Regions from separate parts of the Gossypium hirsutum genome. Here region 1 is linked to region 2. The links are chromatin contacts, called in public Hi-C maps. All regions are on one chromosome and are shown on one strand. The core of a region is the stretch at or near the end of the contact, and the rest is flanking DNA. Distances in the headings are between cores, read along the strand shown. Region 1 holds the start of LOC107952740 (phenylacetaldehyde synthase). Region 2 holds the start of LOC121219037.

What was found. A called contact is a pair of places that touch in the nucleus more often than the background predicts.
Region 1: a contact with region 2 is called in a Hi-C map of leaf, with 2.3 times the contacts expected there. The contact joins the promoter of LOC107952740 here to the promoter of LOC121219037 in region 2. A contact is called at or near these places in 2 of 34 Hi-C or Micro-C datasets (both in leaf).

Annotation. Positions count from the first base shown.
Region 1 is chrD07:28,669,505-28,672,476 of Gossypium_hirsutum_v2.1, reverse strand. It overlaps LOC107952740 (phenylacetaldehyde synthase), which reads left to right and starts at 1,487. Exons shown (of 13, transcript XM_016887902.2): 1 at 1,487-1,771; 2 at 1,900-2,020; 3 at 2,264-2,336; 4 at 2,529-2,759; 5 at 2,906-2,972. The coding sequence starts at 1,770.
Region 2 is chrD07:28,511,923-28,515,289 of Gossypium_hirsutum_v2.1, reverse strand. It overlaps LOC121219037, which reads right to left and starts at 1,469. Exons shown (of 4, transcript XM_041096466.1): 1 at 1,250-1,469; 2 at 733-867. The coding sequence starts at 1,308. LOC107952729 (nuclear transport factor 2) reads right to left here. Exons shown (of 9, transcript XM_041096852.1): 9 at 2,546-2,943. The coding sequence ends at 2,801.

The sequences.
Region 1 (2,972 bases), core at 238-2,737, 160 kb before region 2:
TATTAAAAACATTAATTAAAAACAAAAACAAAACTTGAAGCAACATGAAATAAAAAATATATATGTAAGTAGGAGAGGAATCGGACCTAAGACTCAAGGGCAAAAGCACTAACATTTAACCATCTAACTAAAAGAACTAAATTGTTAATTTTTAGTGAAAACGCGCCCTGTAAGACGCATTTTCATTTTTCTCTCTCCAAAATCAGTCTGTTATCGTAAATATAAAAAAGGAATAAAATCATAATTATTAAAAAAATGACATATATATAAATTACTCGATAATAAACCTTAAAATAATATATATATATAAGCTTAAAAATACAAGAAGTCTTAATAAAAATAGTAATAAAATAAACTTAAAATCTTTGTTTTGTGCATCAATTTGAGTTCTCGTGTCAAATCTTTTGTACGGTCTGCATATCTGTTCATTTCTCGACACAATAGACAGTAATTGTAACTACATAGAAAATGATCAATTAAGTGCAAAATTAAATAAAATTCATGTTCTAAATTAATTAAAATTTATAATAAAAATATGTGGATTTACCGCATTATCACACGCCATTTTTGTTTTAAATAAATTCTATTTTTAATTTTCTCCTTTAATTTCATTTTTTTTCCCTCCCTTTCTTTGTTCTTCTCTCCTTTCCATCTTCAACATGTGTTTGGCTCAAGAGTTTCCAGCCACAGTTCCTTGGTGCTAGCACAAATGCAATGAATAGTCAGTGCAAAGGGTTCGATCCCATATCCAATATGACCAAGATGTTGGACTATGGTTGCATTTGCATTAGCACCAAGAAACTATAGCCGGAAACTCTCGGGCCAAACATTTGTTGAAGAAGAAAGAAAGAGAAGGGAAAACACCTTAAAAAATGAAAAATATAGAATTTATTTAAAACAAAAATGACATGTCATGTTTTAATTGGTTGGGAAAAACTGTTAACTTTTTTAGTTAGTTAGGTGATGGTTTATAATTTAGTTGAACCAAAAAAAAACATTTAAATACCGAAAATTTATATAGTTTAAATATTATTTTGTGGTTTAAGCAAAAAAAAAAAAGAAAAGGGTAATGATTTTTTCCCTCCAACTTCACAAATAAGGTCATTGAGTCTTTCATTTAATTTTCACTTCTTTTAGCTATTAATTTATATTTTTTTGTCAAATCACCTTAAAATAGATGAAAAATTTAATGTTTATTAACTTTGCTGACATGGCGATGATTACTATGTAGATGACACATAAGTATTTAATTAATTTTTTAAAAATTTAAAAAATTAATTAAATCCTGAAGTGTCATCCATGCGACAATCCACGTGTATGCGATGTCAACAAAGTTAAAAAAAAGTTAACTTTTCTATTCATTTTGGGATGATTTAATAAAAAATACATGTTTAAAAGTTAAAAAGATAAAAAAAAATTTGGACTCAAATGGAGGGTAGAAAAATGCCAAAAGACAACGGCAGATACAATTTTATTGAGCCAAGAGCCGCCATTTGAGTCCAATAACCCAATTAGGCCGGCCTTTAACGGCAGCCCTCTTGTCCTTGACTACGGTTGGCATTGGATTTTGCATCGGCCACGTTCGATAACCAACGTCCACCGGATGGCACACACTTGCTTGGCTGCTTGACTCCTTTCGTTAGTTACATACATACAATTACGCCGATCTCTCCATATTTGTCGGGTTAGCAAAAAAGAAATTGTCATTTAGACTCCCGTGACCCTTCAACACCCATTTTTCAGTTCTTCGCTCTTCAAGTAACGAACCAATGTGAGTCTCCCAATTCTCGCAGATCATCGTTTTAATGGCACCAGCTTTGTTTTTCTTTTTTCCCTTTAACGTTTTTTATGTTCTTTTTGTTGGGTTTTGGTTATCTTTGCATTTGAATGAACTGGCAGGGAGAACAGGTTGAAGCCAATGGATGCTGAGCAGCTGAGAGAGTATGGTCACAAGATGGTTGATTTCATTGCTGATTATTACAAAACCATTGAGAATTTCCCTGTTCTCAGCCAAGTTGAGGTCTCTATAAATATATCTATCTCTAATAATTTTTTCCCTTTTTTCTTGCTTTATAGTTTCCGAAAGAGTTGTATGGAAATATACATTTAAGTGTAAATCTATGTCAAAGCCCCAAAGGTCAGATTTTTGCTCTCTAAAACTGGGTTCAGATGCTTGTCTTATTTACATGGACTAATGTGATTTGATGGTATTGAATTGATTTTTCTTAGTTGGCCTTGTTAATTTGTGGTCATTTATATGCAGCCTGGATACCTTCGTAACTTGTTACCGGATTCTGCTCCTAATCAACCAGACTCTTTTCAGCATGTTCTTGATGGTGAAGCTGCTCAATTGATTCTTGAATTTATTCGATTACGTAATAAACACTATACAATGTGTAGAAGAATAGAGTAATGACAAAATGTATTGAGTCTTTGGGTGCATCACCATGTGATTTGGAATGTATTCTCCTATATAATTGCTCTAGTTATTTGTCAAATTTCATGAATAAATATTCTTCTGAGTGCAGACATTCAAGCAAAGATATTGCCAGGGGTTACTCATTGGCAGAGCCCAAATTATTTTGCATACTATCCTTCCAATAGCAGCGTTGCTGGATTTGTGGGAGAAATGCTGAGTGCTGGTCTCAATATTGTTGGTTTCAGTTGGATTGCATCTCCTGCTGCTACAGAGCTTGAAATGATTGTTTTGGATTGGCTTGCTAAGATGCTTAAGCTACCTGAAGACTTCCTTTCAGCAGGTAAGGACTTCAGATTCTTTAAAAAAACACAGATATAGAATGCAATGGTGGCTTCAGGGGATTTTCATTGAATTATTTCTAGCATAAGAAAGAAAGAGTGACATATCTCTAAAGTTTATGGAATGAGGTTGGTAATTGTTTTGCAGGACAAGGTGGTGGAGTGATACAGGGCACAGCAAGTGAAGCTGTTCTTGTTGTACTATTGGCTGCTCG
Region 2 (3,367 bases), core at 220-2,719:
ATATCATGTGTAACTGTCTGGTTATTTCGTTAGGCATACCAGTTTTTAACAGTAGAAGTTGATGAATGTCTAATAGAAATGACCAGTTTGCTATATCATCTAACGGAAAAGGACTAATTTTCTCATCTTTTGAGTGAAGGGAGCAAAATGCAATCTGATTCCTCATACAGGGGCCTCCATGGTACTTTTACCCAAAGTCTAATATTTCAAAGATGTTACGTTCTATAAAAAACAAATAGATACAACATTCAAGCACATAAGCTTACAGTTTCAGTGTATGCATTCCAAGTTCAGAAGGAAATCCAAGGTATAGTTAATTTCGCAAGTGGAGTCATGGACCATTGACAACAATTCCTATCCTATTATAATATCAGTGACAATAAGTAAATAAACTTCCTCTATTCTTCTGTTTGGTCCAGAAGATGATCAAAATCCAAAAGTTGGCGAAGTTGAACATGTAAAATCCAATATTAATATAGATCGGAGTATGCTAATCAAGAGATTGAACTATTTAGAAATTAATTTTATACTTTATGCATCTGATAGCAATCTTTTCAAATAACTAGGCTATCTAATTTTAATTAGCATTTTACTTCTTTTCTACATAATAAGGTTCTAGCATTGTATTCGTATTTTCCATTTTATAACTCAAATCTCGTTTTGCATATTTGAAAAACAAAGTCCTCCAATTAGTAAAACTCTTGCAGCAGAGCCAGATGAAATGGATCATACCTGCTACAGCCATGGTAGATGGCAAGGTCATCAAGAGCACTCAAAGCAACACCGCCGGTTACGGTAATCAAGATAAAAGAAACCGCTGTCCCAGCAAACGACTTGTTCTTTTCGTCATTCACAGAAGTTCCATTGCTGCAAATAAGTAAAACATGATGAAGTTTAACTTATCTTTTGGAAGAACCTAAAAACTACCACCACAACAACAAAAAACAATTTAATGTTGCAAAAAAACCCAGAGTGGCAACTCAAAATAAACTATCTGAACATTGAATTTGTAATTCTGTTACTGGGATTTGACACTGAGCCTAAACATCATCTGGGGTGAACTCTTATCACAAACCAAAGTATAAATAAACTCAAAGTCCCTTGATTTCTCCTGGTTTGGATATTAACCACTTTCAGTATCTGACAAAAACTCTTACGAAAATTTATGGGTGCTTGAAATTTATGGCTAATTCAATCCCAGAAAACGAATTGCTAAAATCCTAAAACTGGAAACTAAAAAAAAAAGTACCTGGAAAGCTTGGAAGAGGGAGAATTCTTGAAGAAAGAAACCAACCTTCTGGCCAACATGATATCCCTCTCTGTTCTGCCCCCCAAAAAGGCTCCTACCTACTGCTTCAAACCCTTTTTTTTCCTCCCTTAACCTCAGTTCTGTTGCATTCCTCCTCTCTGTTATGTCACCAAAAGGCTCGACTCCATTTGAACTCCTTAGCAAAAATTATGCTTTGGGCCTCTCAAAATTTCTTTCACCAATGGATTATAAAGTTCTTGAGGCCCAATCTTTCTTTACAACGTTTAAATATTCTTTTATGTTTTTTTTTGGTGGTAAAATAAAATAAAATAACCTAAAGTTACATCAAACAAAAACACCACTAAAAAAGTGGTTGAAAATAAATGTTCATTTCAAATTAAAAAAACCATTTTAATTATATTTATCATTAAAATTATAATAATTTAATAAAAATAATATTGTAACTCATTATTAATATTTTGATATATGAAATATAAATTTTAAATACTTTTTCAAGCAATAAATATAAATCATTTGTAAAACTTAATTTACATAGTTTAAATATTAAAATACAGGGACAAAACTAGGGGCTTGTAAGGGCACGATCCCCCTAAAATATAAAATTTTTCATTTAGACCCTTTAGAATTTTTAAAAATTTAAATTATTAAAGTAAAATTACACTTTGATCCCTAAAAATATAAAAATTTGATTCAATCCTTTAAAATATAAATCATTAAAATGGTAAAATTATATTTTTACTATTGTAAAAATTACAAATTAATTTCGCCCCTTAAAAAAATTTTCTAGTTTTGCCTTCGTTAAAATATAAATATAGAATCCAATTATATCATCATAATTTTTTTTATGATTAATTTTTTAATAATTCAACCATAGAATTTATCAATATAACTATATTTGTGATGAAAAAAAATTATAATGATTAGATTGTTATAATCATTTTAAGTTATGAAAATGTATAAAACAGGTGTAAAATGTAAATAGACCGCTCCCATAATAATAATAATCATCGATGAGAGTTAACTCCTGCTTTTCCAAACCAAAAAGCTACAAAGCACTTTTGCCTTTGAGAAACTTGCAAGAGTTCAGAAATGTTCAACACTGGGGATGAAGCCCTTTTTTAATGGGAAAAAAAAAGAACTTTGATATTCCAAGTCAACTGATAATTGGAGTCAACTGACATCAACAGAAACAAAAATTTACCATAACTTTATATTCTTTTCACTCAAATAAAGGTGTGCCAAATCTAAGTGGTCATAAACCATCTCAAAACCATAAGACAAAAATAAGATGATCCGCTTCAACTGCATAATAAAAAGCATTCAAGGGGAGAGCAACATACACTCATCAAAGGATGACATGAAAAATTATCCCCCCAACACTTGTTTTGTGGAATCAAACACTCCAAAAGGTACAAGCATAACTTTTTAACTCACTGATGGCAAATGTTCATTCAGAACTCAATCACCCCCCCCCAAATGATCCAACAGTGTGCCACAAGTTGAAATGTTCATTCAGCCAAACACTGTGTCTTATCTAGAACCTCGCTGATACAAACCGTTGCCTCTTGATCTGTAGTCACCAGATTCTTGGTTGCTTCCTCTACCCAAACTACGAGAACCAAAACGACCTCTCGAGGCTTCAGCTGTATAATTGCCCCTGCCTCTTCCCATTCCTGGTAATTTTGAATGGCAGAATCATGTCAACAAAGCAATACTCAAAGCAAATTCACTTACATAATGAGAAAGCTGACTACCATTTCTAACCCATCAATGCAAATTAATTACAGCACATGCATGTTTCAAATAGGCAGGAAGAATAGTTTTGTTTTGGCTTTTTTTTTTTTTTTGCACAAGGAAGAAGAATGTAGTAATGCAGTCCTAATATGTTAGACACTATAGAACAAATTTCTTACTGTTCATCAAGATTGTCAATTTTACTGACTATCATATTTAATAGACTATCATATTTAGTGACTACCAAACCAGGCCACCAAGAGTATTATCATAGAAATGCAGAAATTTAGTGAAGCAACAAGTAAAATGAGGCAGAAGAATTTAGTAACTCAAGTTTGTAAAGAGTGACTTTTTTGTACAAGT